Regions from separate parts of the Mus musculus genome. Here region 2 is linked to region 1. Evidence: chromatin contacts called from public Hi-C data. All regions are on one chromosome and are shown on one strand. Each heading gives the region's core, a stretch centred on a gene start, on an enhancer-like site or on the middle of the called end of the contact. The rest is flanking DNA. Distances are from core to core; before and after follow the strand shown. Region 1 overlaps Robo1 (roundabout guidance receptor 1). Region 2 has its middle 170 kb from the start of Gm41472.

Region 1 (6,865 bases), core at 1,850-4,349:
TGAATTTTACCCTGAAGATTAAAACACAATTTGCTATGCTTACTAAGTATCTTAAGAAGTTATTACCAAATTTAAATCACATGCTCTCTACAGAAGGGAATTTTCAAACCTTCTTATGTGTGATGGAGGTGTGTGTGTGTGTGTGTGTGTGTGTGTGTGTGTGTGTGTGTGTGTGTGTGTGTAGGATTGGTTTGCTGTATATTTAAGAAGAATAGAATTAATCCTTGCAACTGTATGAAGATTGAGAACAAATAAGGCATCTCTTTTCCCTATTAAGGTCACAGAGCATCTCGGCTATTCTTATTAAAAGCCAATGAGGCGCTAATAGACACTATTAAGCTCAGAAATACCTCAGCATTCTTTCATTCTCTAAAATTACCTAAATTTCCTGTTGCCTAGCTACACCCCTCTGGGTTGCCAGTGGGATGCTGTGGTCCAGATTAGCCTGCAGCCTTTTTTTTTGGTGGTGGTGGTAGTGCCGGCGGTTTATTTGTTCACTCAGTTACTTGGTTATATGTTGTTCTAATGAGACCAGATCGGTGCGTATGTCTCAGGCTGGCCTTGAGCTTGTGATAATTCCCCAACCTTGACCTCGCTAGTACAGGAGTTATAGATGGAGGCTGCCACACCCAACTCCAGCTAGCCTATCCTATGTCTTGCCTACGTAATCTTTTCCACGTTCCTGTGAAATAAAAGTGAGTGAGGTTTTCTCTGCCATGTTCTTACATCCCGGTCCTCTGCCAATCCCGAACTTCTTGCTTTGAAAGCTTTCTCCCTTTAACCCTCTCTTCTCATTCTGAGGTGTCCTGCCTGCTAGGTCATGGCCTACCCCAGCCCCACCCCAGCCCCACCCTCTGCCCTGCTGTTTAATGTGATGGTTTAACTCCCCACTTCCGGGTTCCCATTCACACCGTGGCCCCCTGCATCCGGGCTTGTACTAGGTTGCTGCATTCGCCTGCCTCTGGAGCTTCATGCCCCTCTTCCTGCTGGGATAGCATATTATGGGCTGTGCTGAGAATAAAATAAACAATGTATATTAAGTGTCTGGGACAGGCCGTTTTCAGCAAATGGTCTGCTCACCCTATTAATTGAATCATCCACTAGGAATATTCTGAGACCTGTCAAATTTATTTAGCCATCATCTCTTCCTGAGTGTTACAATATCTTCCTGTGTTTCTTGAGCTCCATGGCTATTTTATGTAGAATTATCAACTGTATTATTTCAGCCAGTGTATGAAAAAATGTAATATATAAGGACATATGCAACATTAAAACAAACTCGTCTGTCCTTTTTATGTCAATTATCCTCTGATTTATCTTCTATTGTTTTCCTATTGCCCCTTAATTTTAACAACCGGTTTCCTTTAATCTAACTCCAAAGTGGCTCTTGACATTGTTTTTGTGGCTTCCATTTCTACACCTGCCTGTACAAGTCTCCAGCCCAATTCCAAACAAAAGCAAGAGGAACAAACCAAAAATTTAAAAATCCCCTGGCACCCTTAAAAAGTGCTCTCTCATCTGTCTCTTTCGTCCCCCTCCATCCTCCTCCCCCCTCCTTATCTTTCTAGATGTTTCTCCCATTGAGTCAGTCATTCCAGCCTAGCACAGCGTTTGAGGCCCTTAGGTCTCCTCCTTTTGCCTACCTTTTCCTTGTTCCCTGAGCACACCCTCTGTTCTACTCTCATCTGTTTGAAATTCCCTGGATTTACCTTTGGGTCACAGCACAGGTCCTGATAGTTTACAACACGGAAGACATTGTTTCTTACTCTTATAGCTCTGGCTACTCCATTGCCAAACTGTCCTCTGCTGCCTGGGGGGATACCAAGCAACTTTTTTGTCCTTTAATTATGTTTTCCCTTACTTGTTTGAGATTATAATTACATCATTTCTCCTCCCCTTCTTCCGTTGGAATCCTCCCATATACCTCTCCTTGCTCTCTGGCAAATTCATGCCCTCTTTTCCTATTAATTGTTGTTACAAAAATACATATTCCTGAATACATACATAAACCCTGCTTAATCTATAGAATGTTACTTGTATGTATGTTTTCAGGGTTGACCATTTGGAACTGGATAAATGGTCGCATTGCTCTCCTCCGAGGAAGACTGTCTCCCCTGTTCTCAGCATGCCTTGGCACCCTGTGTTTCTTCTCGTAGGCTTGAGGCCTCTTCCGCTTTCCAGATTCATGCTAGAATGTGTGTTGGTGTCCTCCTCCTTCAGCTGCAGTCATGTTGGTGCAGCATGGATGTAGCTTCTGGCATTCCTAGGAAACAGAGTCTCACAACAGACTGTCTGCTCTTCTGGCTCCTGCATTCTTTCTGCCTGTTCTGAGAGCTTTAGATGAGGGAGGGAGCAGCAGTCTGTTCACACCTCAGCTCTCCCACTGATCCTGTGGCCACTTGCTTTGGCATCTGTATCTGTCCCTCTATTTGAATCAAACACTCCCTGAGAACTCCCGGGCCTCACAACTCAATGACTTGTGAGCTATTATGCTCGGTCCATGAAGGGATATGGACGTGACTTCCTAGACATGCACAGAGTCAAAGAAAACAGACTGTAAAAAAAAAGTTAAGACCTCTTATTGCTTTTTTTGGAACAAACATGTGTTTTATGTTTATTATAGAATGTTTTCAAAAATCAAGATCCACTTTCTGGCAATGTAGAAAATATAAAAGTGCCAATAATCTATGTACTCAGATAATCATGGTCAGAGGTTCTGTCGGGAGGGGGTGTTTTGAGGAAGGAAAGGGAAGAAAAAATGGTGTTATTATTTTATAATCTCAAAAATAAAAGATAGGTACACAGAGAAGAACCCCATAAGCCATTATCTCTGCACATCTTCCCGTTGCTTCAAAAGCTCCATCTTTTAGTGTTAGTGTACAAGCTGCTGCATCCACTGCAGGGGGATTTCTACCCTGGTCATCTTTAACACAGATACTTGTGCTAAATACCGTACGGATTTACTTAGCCTGTCCCCTAGTGTTGGTGTTTGCGTGGTGTCTGCCTTTTCAGGGAGTGAACGAACAATGCTGGAGTCTCATCTGGAGTTAAATCTTGAGTGCAGCCTCTTCTCCTCCCCCTGCCTGTTCAGATCTGCGTCTGTCAAACAGATGTGTTCTGTTTCCCATCACCACGCCCCTCCATTGTTGTAGCACTCATAGGGGGTGGTTATTTCTCTGCAGTTCTCATTTTATATCCAAGTAGACCCATCCAAGTGCTTGCTTTCCTCAAAGTTTTTACTACCTCAATATCGCTCTGGCATGTTATACACAAGTCATACACAAGACACCAGTTTTAATGTACTTTCTTTAACCAGCAATTCTCCCTTGACTATGTTGGAGTCATGTTCCACTAAATGCTCCCTTGCTGTAATTGCTTCTTGATCAGCTGCTACTGACTCTGCCAAGGCATGTTAATGAAGTTCAGACTGCTTAAAGACCTTTGGTGGCTTCCCTTCTTCCTAGAAATAGAAGCAAAATTCCCCAGGAGATGCAGTCAGAACATCCTGTGACCTGTCCTTCAGTAACTTCATCCTTCAACCCATTGTCAGTGCCTTTGCTGTCATCAAGAAGTTTCTTTCACTTCAGGCATGATCTCTGTTCTTGCTCACGCCAAGATCTTTGCAGGTTGTAAACCATCCTCCTAGAACCCCGAGTCCCCCTTTTTTGACCTAATACCCATGTGTCCTTTAGATTCAAGAATGTCTGTCTGATCCTCTTTCCGTGCTATTTCAGTATGGATTTAGACACTCTTGAGTTCCATATGCCCTCTGTCCTGGGGCCTCTTTAGAGCATGTGATTGGCTGTGTCTTCCAAGCTTGTTTGAACTATAATGTCTATTTTATCCACCACAATTCATAATATAATGCTAAAGTTCATAATTATATTGCTATCTAAAAATACCCTTGTAAAATTTGGTCACCTGATGAAACTATTTTACAATGTTCACAAGTCAGGGATTCTAAAAACATTCGTGTGACTACTCCATCACAGTTCAGCTGTTGGGGCAGAAAGCTCTACTATCAAGTGACTTGGTTCTTAACTCACATCCATGATGGTCCAGGCCTTGGTGGCTCCTCTGTCTTCCACCTATTCTCTGCATCCCACACACTACACCCTTCTCCCACACACCAGGCTTCACATAGCATAGAGCCTCAGGAAATTGGTACTTTTTAGATGGTAACTGGCTTCAAGTCAGGGCAAGATAGTGTTCAGACCAAGCAAGAACCACATTCAGAACTGGGGCATATCTTAACCTCTGTGTGATGGTTTGTAGATGCTTGGTCCAGGGACTGGCACTATTAGGTGTGGCCTTGTTGGAGTAGATGTGTCACTGGGTGGGGCGTGGGGGGAGCTTAAGACCCTCATCCTAGCTGCCTGGAAGTCAGTCTTCTACTAGCAGCCTTCAGATGAAGATGTAGAACTCTCAGCTCTGCCTGTCCCGTGCCTGTCTAGATGCTGCCATGATCCCACCTTGATGATAATGGACTGAACCTCTGAACCTGTAAGCCAGCCCCAATTAAATGTTTTTTATAAGACTTGCCTTGGTCATGGTTTCTGTTCACAGCAGTAAAACCCTAACTAAAACACTCTGCAATATTGTATTGTTTAAAGAACTTGTATGACCTATCCAAAAGATTAAAGATTAAAATCCTTTTCATGATGAGAGAATAACCAACTTTCATTTTAGAACATCATTTGGAGTAGGGGGATTATTAAGACACATTGAAAAATACCGTCTAAAATAGATACATACTTAACTTATATTTGTTATCTATGATTTAAAAGCATTATGTCTAAAATGTAAAGTGTTCCTCCTAATTTTTTTACTGATAATGTTCTCATTGATTTAAATATCTAGCATATTTATCATAATAGGTATAGTAAATGTGAAAATATATATATTAATTGGCTTTATATCTATTGATTAGGGGCACAAATAAATACTATGAAATATATTTAAGAAGAGCTTTGAAGTCAATTATAACATCATGATATTTAGTAAGAATGTAAAGTCTCACATTGTTGGGCTGCGGAGATAGTTTACTTGGTAAAATTCTTATCTTGAAAACATGAGGACCTGACTTTTCTCTGCAGAATCTATGTAAACATAAGCTATGCAAGGTGGCTTCTTTTTGTTATCTTAGGCCTGTAGAGCAGTGGTTCTCAACCTGTGGGTCAAGACCACTTTGGAGTTCTGACTAACCCTTTCACAGGGGCCACCTAAGACCATCTTAAAATCCAGATATTTACATTATGATTCGTAACAGTAGCAAAATTACAGTTTTTCTTTTTTTTTTCATTTTTTTATTAGGTATTTTCTTCATTTACATTTCAAATGCTATTCCAAAAGTCCCCTATACCCTCCCCCCTGCCCTGCTCCCCTACCCACCCACTCCCACTTCTTGGCCCTGGTGTTTCCCCTGTACTGGGGCGTATAAAGTTTGCAAGACCAAGGGGCCTCTCTTCCCAATGATGGCCGACTAGGCCATCTTCTGCTACAAATGCAGCTAGAGACAGGAGCTCTGGGGGTACTGGTTAGTTCATATTGTTGTTCCACCTATAGGGTTGCAAACCCCTTCAACTCCTTGGGTACTTTCTCTAGCTCCTCCATTGGGGATCCTGTGTTCCATCCAATACATGACTGTGAGCATCCACTTCTGTATTTGCCAGACACTGGCATAGCCTCACATGAGACAGCTATATTAGGGTCCTTTCAGCAAAATCTTGCTGGCATGTGCAGTAATGTCTGCGTTTGGTGGCTGGTATGGAATGGATCCCCAGGTGGGGTAGTCTCTAGATGGTCCATCCTTTCGTCTTAGCTCCAAACTTTGTCTCTGTAACTCCTTCCAAGGGTATTTTGTTCCCTATTGTAAGGAGGAATGAAGTACCCATGCTTTGGTCTTCCTTCTTCTTGATTTTGTTGTGTTTTTCAAATTTTATCTTGGGTATTCTAAGTTTCTGGGCTAATATCCACTTATCAGTGAGTGCATATCAAGTGACTTCTTTTGGATTGCGTTACCTCACTCAGGATGATACCCTCCTGATACATCCATTTGCCCAAGAATTTCTTAACTACCCAGAAGATATTCCAACAGATAATAAGGACACATGCTCCACTATGTTCATAGCAGCTTTATTTATAATAGCCAGAAGCTGGAAAGAACCCAGATGTCCCTCAACAGAATAGTGGATACAGAAAATGTGGTACATTTACACAATGGAGTACTACTCAGCTATTAAAAACAATGAATTTATGAAATTCTTGGGCAAAATTACAGTTTCGAATCAGACACAAAAATAGTTTTATGGTTGGGGTTCATCATAACATGAGAAACTGTATTAAAAGGAAGGTCGAGAACCTGTAATTGTAGTCTGTAGAAGCAGACGAAAGCTGATTCCTGGCCAACCAGTATAGCCTTTTCAGATGAACTGCAGACTAGTAAGAGACTCTCAAAAATAGAGGTAGATGAAGCCGAAGGGACAATGCCCAAGATTGTCATCTGGCCTCCGTAAATATGTGCACATGCGCTCACGCAGACATGCACACATGCAGGATGGTGCGTACCTTTAATTATAAATAGTTTAATTTCTCCAGTGAATTACTAAGATATTCCATTTATACCTAAAACTAAGTAAAGTAGCTGATTCATATAGTGGGAAATCTCCATTTTTTTCAGCTACATTAAGAATAATGTGTTTAAACTTTGTTCACATCTGTTATTTCAAAACATTGGGTGATGTTGCCTTGCTAGAGTTAATATTTAGCAAAAATGTCCTGGATGGTGAAAATATTGCTCACATGTGGGCTAGGATATTTATTCGTATTTTTAATATAAACAGCTTGAATTTGATAGTATTGGGAG
Region 2 (6,865 bases), core at 3,071-5,570, 630 kb after region 1:
AAATTCCTATTCTCTAGGTTCATATCTAGTTCATGACATGTGGTCTGCCGCCATGCTAAGAAACAACTCTTCTTCCTCAATAATATCAACAAGGCTTGAGCAAAATACAACATTTTTTAGGAAGATGATCCACTTTCCTCCTTAAACCAGAGAGCTACATGCCAGGGACCAGCCTCAGCTTAGGAGAGAGTCCTGAGGAAGAGGTGTTTGGGAGCAGCAGATGAACAATTCCAAGTCAATGATGGTTGCAAGCTGACATCTATGTGTTCTGAGGGAGATGCCTCTCTGCTTGAGATAACTCTCTCTGGCAGACCAAAGCCCATTGTTTTCATGTTGGATAAGCTACTTCCTTAGGAATTTGCACATCACTTCAATCGTTTACTCCAGGTTCCCTTGTTAAACAAAACAAAACAAACAAACAAACAAAAAAAGCAGACAGGAATCAACATTTTATGACTTTCACCCTTTTACTCTTAAAGACATAGCTTTATGGCCAAAACTGCAAAGTTCTGCTGCTTGCTGGAGCTGGAACATGGCCCTCTTGTTTTATTACATTATGGAAAGCTTTCTGTTTTCCAACTCCTTCACTGCCTCACTTGCTCTGGAGACAGACCTTGAACTCAGATCTGCATGGCTCTGTCTCCTGAATGTTTGCATCAAAGGCTTTGTAAGACCACACTTGGACTTAAGTTTTTCTTTTCTTTCTTTCCTTTTATTGGATGCTTTTTAAATTTACATTTTAAATGTCGTCCCCCTTTTCTGGTCCTCCCCCTCCCCTACTCCCTACCCCCCACTCTGGAAACCAGTTTTTCTTTTTCCAGAACTTGCTCTGTCCTGGGCTGGCCTTGAACTCAGAAACTGGCTTTGTCTCCAGGGATTAGAGGTATGTGCCACCATGCTTAGGCCTAAATTTTTGTGTCCATAATTCCTCAAGATTAGGATCAAAAGCCTGTGTCTTCCAGCCCTAAGGTCTGGATCACAAGAGTGCCTTCCATTTCTAGATTGTAGTTCACTGCAGATTAAAAGTCCAATCTATTCCTTATTCAACTGTAAGCACAACAATACACTTAGTTGCGAGAGCTCTTGCCCTGAGATCATCTCTAAATCTCTTTATCTCCGTCTGTAATATCTTTCTGACTAAGCTGACTCATTACGCAGCTGCCTCTGTTCTTTCAGGTCCATGAAGCCCTTGAACTCATGTTTTCAGAGTTCCTTCCCATACCCTTAAGGGCTGTCCTGAAGGTCACAGCATTATCATTTTGCTGAGGAACACCAGACAAGTTTTCACTTTCATGTAGTTTCGGATTATCATGGAGTCATTAGCCTTGGCAGGCAAAACATAATATATATACATATATATATTATTGTAAGACTAAGCCTTAGACCTACAGCAACCATCAGCATTCAAGAAGACCTATGTCCTGCTGTCTGTATCCCAGGGGAAGGACCAATGTGACTCATCCCTTCTGTGGGCTTGCTGGGCCTGGCAGCTACAAACCAGGGTGGTGGTGTTCATTGTGGTAGTGGTGATGATGGTGGTGGTGGTGCTGCTGCTCCTCTTCCTCCTCCTCCTCTCCTCAACCTCCTCTTCTTCCTGTTGCTTGAAGCAAGAGAGGCCCCGGAAATAGTACTTCTTAAATCAATACTCTCATGTATCTTTTTATATTCAGGATTCCAATGTCAATGTCCAGATTCCACAGACGTGTATTCAGCAGTTGTACCAGCACATACGTGTGCACATACATCGATTTCTCTCTCACACACACACATTTGCTTTATTGGTGTATAATCATTGCTTAAGTGTTTCCTTTCGTAAAGCCTTTTTGTTTCCAAGTATGATGTACGTTTTGCTATATTCTTTCTCCCACACTCTTCCTTTTTTCTGTCACCCCATTTTTCCCTTCATTAGTACCCTTCCTTCTGATAGTCTTCCTTTCTGCTCTCATGTTATGGACATATAAACATTGTTTTATGCAATTATAAATGGATTTAAGATCCACACCTTTCAGAACACATTTTTTTTCCTAAATCTCTTACCTATCATATTTCGGCCTACCATCTATCTATCATCCAATTATCTATTGTCTATCAATGTAAATCACATTTGTTTAGCCTCTTATGTGTTGATGAATATGTATGTTGATGTCATTGAGTCTTGGTTACAGTGAATAGTGTGGTAAAATCATGGACAGACAGGCTTTGGTGTGGCCATGAGACCACATTAGTCTTAAGCATTTATTCTTGAAAGAGGGTAATATTCTAGTTCTAATTTTAGCTTTTATGGAAGCACAAGACGCATCTCCATACTTGCAGAACTAATGGACGCCTCAACCAGCACTGCCTCTAGACTCCCTTTTGCGACATCCTTGCCAGGATTTAGCATTAGCTGAAATTTCTTAAGCAATCAAGCAGGCGACAAATTCTGAAGAGCTTTTAGGAGGTAGCAGAAAGCCTCTTCTGATTGGACACTTAGGAGTAGCTCTTAGCCTCTTTCTCCTTGCTGGTATTCCATGCTTTCCAGTCTGCTGACAGCATACATTTTCTGAGGTCATCTTCTGTCACAGTAACATGTGACTCTCTGACTCTGGATTAGTTCTAAATTACATCTTCTAGTTTATCCCTTTTTTTGTATACTGCTAGGATTTCCAACTCCGTTACTCTCCTTCTGTTCCTTTCATGGGAGGAAGTCACACTCACTTTTGCTGGTGTGCAGTATCTGGGAACTATCCATACATCTGGGATTAGGCTGAGAGCACTTGGAGAAGCCCAAAGAAAGTAGCCTTATGAGGTGTGAACTGGGTTGGGAAGGATGCTTGGAATCAAGAAGATTAGAGTAAGAAGCGCAGAATTCCCATTACACAAGAAAGAGATGGGGTTGTGAGGAGTTACCTAAGTAGAAACACAAAAATGCCCTTGAGAAATCTAACCCAGCTATGAGGAATATATTTTAATTATAGAAATATGAAGAACATAGGTTGGGGACATAGTTCACTGGTAGAACACTTGCCTAGTACAGTAAGGCACTGGATTAGAGCCTCAGCATTACATAATAAAACCACTGATTTGAAAACCATGAAGACCTTGACAGCTAGGGCAAAGTATTTATGTTCAGGTGGCCTGGAAGATTTATACCAAAAATATGTGAATAGAATGATACAATTTTGCTTTAAATTTCATTCTGACTGTGATGTAAAACAGTTGAGTAGGGAAAAGCAGACTGGGCAGACCAAGCAAAATAAGAAACAGGAAATGCATATTATCGTGTCCTGAGCTTCATTAATCCAAGTGGAAGAGAAAGAGGAAGTGAGCAGATTGTGGGAAATTGGCCATTTTTTTTTTCATGAGAAAATTCTTTCTTTAGAAGACCAGAGAAAATTAGCCACCTGGATTGTCTTTAAAGGTATTTGTCATCGTTTAGAAAGACATTAAGATTGCAATTGTGCTGATTTTAGCTTTGATTGCCAAGCATTAACGTAGAGAAAATGGGGTTTAAAAACTTAAGTGGGTCTTGGGATACTTTAGATCTGTCACTATAGATAAAGGGACTAAGTCTTAAAGGAAATTTGTTTAGACTACAGGATTGGAGCTTAGCTGGGTGGAATCAAAGATGTGTGACACTGTGGCAGTCTTTTGACCGCCATGCACTGTTGCCTTGAATCTACCTGATCTGGATTGGGGGTATAGCCACTCAAAACTGTGGTTCATCGGCTGTGTAGGCTTTGAGGTGGAAATGAATATAGATGGAAAGCAGTCAGCTCAGGCAAAACGATGCCAGCAGTAAGTATGGCCTTGTTTCACACCCTACATTACAATCTCTGGTGTCTCTGCTGTTTATATTTGTATCACATATGAAAAAGGATTTGATGGGCTGCTCTGAAGCTTTAGTGAAATGGCGGGGAGACTTCGCTTTAGCTCATGCAGCAGCGGAAACACCTCATACATCGCAAGGACCTAAAATGTGCAAAGGAATCCGTGCCAGGTGTATAGACTCCCAGCGCCGTGACACACCGGAATGCAATCGTCATAGAGAGTCTACAGCCTCTTTCAGGCACTCGGCAAAGAGCTGATGTGACTTTGGTTTCGGTGAGCAATTTGCTATGTGAACAGCTGAAGCAAGCTGTGTCAACAAGACGGGCTTTGAAGTATGACATGCTGCTGTGTTTATGAAAGCAAAAGAAGGGAGTGCATGATTACGGCCTAGAGCATGTGGTTAGGAAGGGAGTAACGGTAGCGAACTAAAACGTGGCTGTTGATCAAAAACATCTGCTCCCTTCCCTGTCCCCTTGGCTGATTCTCCTGGGAAACAGGCCCCGGATGCTATCACTTTGTGCCAGGTCAGTTCCCTTTGTAGACTTCTGGGGCAATATTTGAATCTGTTGAGCAATCATTAAGGGAGAAAAAAAAAAAAGTGCTGATCACATGTTTGGTGGGGGAAAGTGGCGATGTGATAAGGGATTGTGAAAGCTGACTGCATTCGCAGCCTTAAAATATCGTCTGTGCTTTCGCTCCTAATTTTCACACTTCGCAGCTGCTAATGGATCTCAGCGGAATGAGAGTAAGACTGCTGACAGAAAGATGGGTCTTTTTGTTAACTCTGTCATGTTTCTTCTTTCCATATTGTTATAGAGAAAGGATTTGTTTGCCTCTAATTTCCCTAGTCAGTGAGGTTGGTTTTCTTTCTTACAACTTAGGGCTTTCTCTTCCTTTTAAAGAAAGGGGAAAAGAAGCCCTCCCCAGCATCCAAAACGATGCCCTCCTTGTGTTTTAGAAACAAAACACAATGGGCAGTTTTATGAGGTGCCTTGGTACCCAGACCGACCAACCCTGCCCTGTTGTCTCTCAGGTCTAGGATGCATCCAAACACAATGAACATCTTTCAAGCAAGCTTCTTCAGATTCGTAACTAGGGCCTAACACTTCAAGCTGATTTAGTGATATTTGGAGAAAAAACAGTGAAAGGAAAAAAAGAAACAAGAAATACTGATTTTAAAACCCTCCGAGGCTACTGTATTCAGACACCAAACTTGCGAGCTACTCAACCAAATATAACCAAGAGAAACATCAATTTCCAGTCAGCAGGGTGGAGTTAAATACCATTCTGATGTATTGCTGCAGTCTGATTCAAGGGCATTCTCTTTAAAAATTGCATGAAAAAAAAAATATTTCTAGTCTTCATGGCTTGATGTCATAGGCTTTCCTCAATGGTGTTTCTAATTAGTGTTAAATAAGTACTGCAAATTGTGCCACCTGAAACAAAACACGCTTCTGATTCCAGCACCCAAGAGGCTGAGACAGGAGGCTTTTTTTAGTTCAATAAAACCAAAACAAAACAAAACCTATTTCTTTGACCGATGTGCTTATAGATTAATTGATCATTTACAAAGCTTTTTTTATTCCTTTTTTTGTACTGTAAAATTTTCAGATATTTTTTCACCAGAAAAAAAAAAGAATATATCTGATTTTCACTGAGTATATCTAGAGAATCTTAACATTTTGAGGCTTAATTCAATTTTGTTACTTTTATAACGCATGTATTATAACATATAATACGTAACATTCTCTATGAGGTAAACATTGCAATATTTGCCTTTAAAAGGATGTGTTTCTAAAGAACTCACAATTTATTTACAACAGTCAACCAACAACAGCAGATTTTTCAGATGTTTCGGTTTTAATCTACTGATGCCTGTCATTATGATATGCAATTTCTCTCGTGCACTTTGACAGTTTCTCAGTATCAGGCATCTGATGTTATGGTTTCATTACCATATAACAGCAATAACATCAATAATAATTCTTGAATTATGATGAACTTCAAATGTTCCTGTGGCATTTAATGGAGGGATGAAAAAAATCATAAAATTTAATACTAACAAAAACAATGGCCTAACAAACACAATTATTTAAAGAAAAATCCAAAGTCCGTAGAGAATTTATATAAAAATGCCTGCCATCATATTAAATCAACTGAAAGTCTTCTCGTTCAAAACAATCATTTCACAAGTGTTTAGAATTTTCCAGGTATAATGGAAGGATTATAGGGCTTTGCAATCAAACATATCTGGTTTTGATTAGCAATATGACCTTGGAGATTTAACCTCTCTGAACTTCAGTTCTCATTTATTAAATGGATTTAATAACAACGACTGCCAAGTGTGTTTGGGAGGATTAAATGTATTTAAGATAGCATCTGGCACCCAGGCAACACTCTGAATATATAATATTTCAGGCGCTAAAAATTATGCAGTTAGAGTATAAGACTACTGCCCATCTGTCAATAAATATTTTTATTTAATAATGTACCTGGCAGCAGAAATTTGACAATTTAGTTGAGAAAATGAGTGCAATAGCATCACCACACCCTGGGCAAATCCTACAGATGGGGAACAATACATGGAGCTAGGAAAAGAGAAGCTGAGAACAGTGTAGGAATGGTTCCTTGATAGACTGAGACTTGCCTTTGCCTATAAGGCAGTATTTGTAGATGCAGGCAAAGGGGGAGAGTAAGCAAAAGGAAGAAGTCTACCCTATTAAAGAAGCAATTGCTTCATGGCTTTGGGCAGTAAAATCTGTATAACAAAGGTGCCATGTGCGTTAAGGGAAAAAACAAATACAAAAAAACAGAAGAAGAGGAAGGGTTGAGAACTAAATTTAAATTTAGACCAATTTATGTAGAGTTTTAGAAACTTGCTTGTAGCCAACCTTCTAACTGAGCACAGGGAACTCAGTGGAAGAGTTAGGAGAAGGACTGAAGGAACTGAAGATTGCAAACCCATAGGAAGAACAACAATATCAACCAAACAGACCCCCTCCCTTCCCCTCCCTCCCAGGGACTAAACCACCAACCAAAGAGTACAAATGGATGG

What was found. Hi-C and Micro-C count contacts between places; a contact is called where the count stands out from the background.
Region 2: a contact with region 1 is called in a Hi-C map of uterus, with 3 times the contacts expected there. The contact joins two enhancer-like sites. A contact is called at or near these places in 1 of 484 Hi-C or Micro-C datasets (uterus) and 1 of 115 datasets of contacts at active chromatin or transcription factors (embryonic stem cells).

The regions. Positions count from the first base shown.
Region 1 is chr16:73,013,867-73,020,731 of GRCm38.p6, forward strand. All of the region lies in intron 24 of Robo1 (roundabout guidance receptor 1), which reads left to right. Among named protein-coding and RNA genes, the nearest start is that of 4930500H12Rik, 55 kb to the right of the region's middle. Within about 2 kb of position 3,100, at least 13 of the 459 cell types and tissues checked have an H3K27ac peak or open chromatin away from gene starts, as enhancers often do. A contact at or near this core is called in uterus, where this site is marked.
Region 2 is chr16:73,643,236-73,650,100 of GRCm38.p6, forward strand. No RefSeq gene overlaps it. Among named protein-coding and RNA genes, the nearest start is that of Gm41472, 170 kb to the left of the region's middle. Within about 2 kb of position 4,321, at least 54 of the 459 cell types and tissues checked have an H3K27ac peak or open chromatin away from gene starts, as enhancers often do. A contact at or near this core is called in uterus, where this site is marked.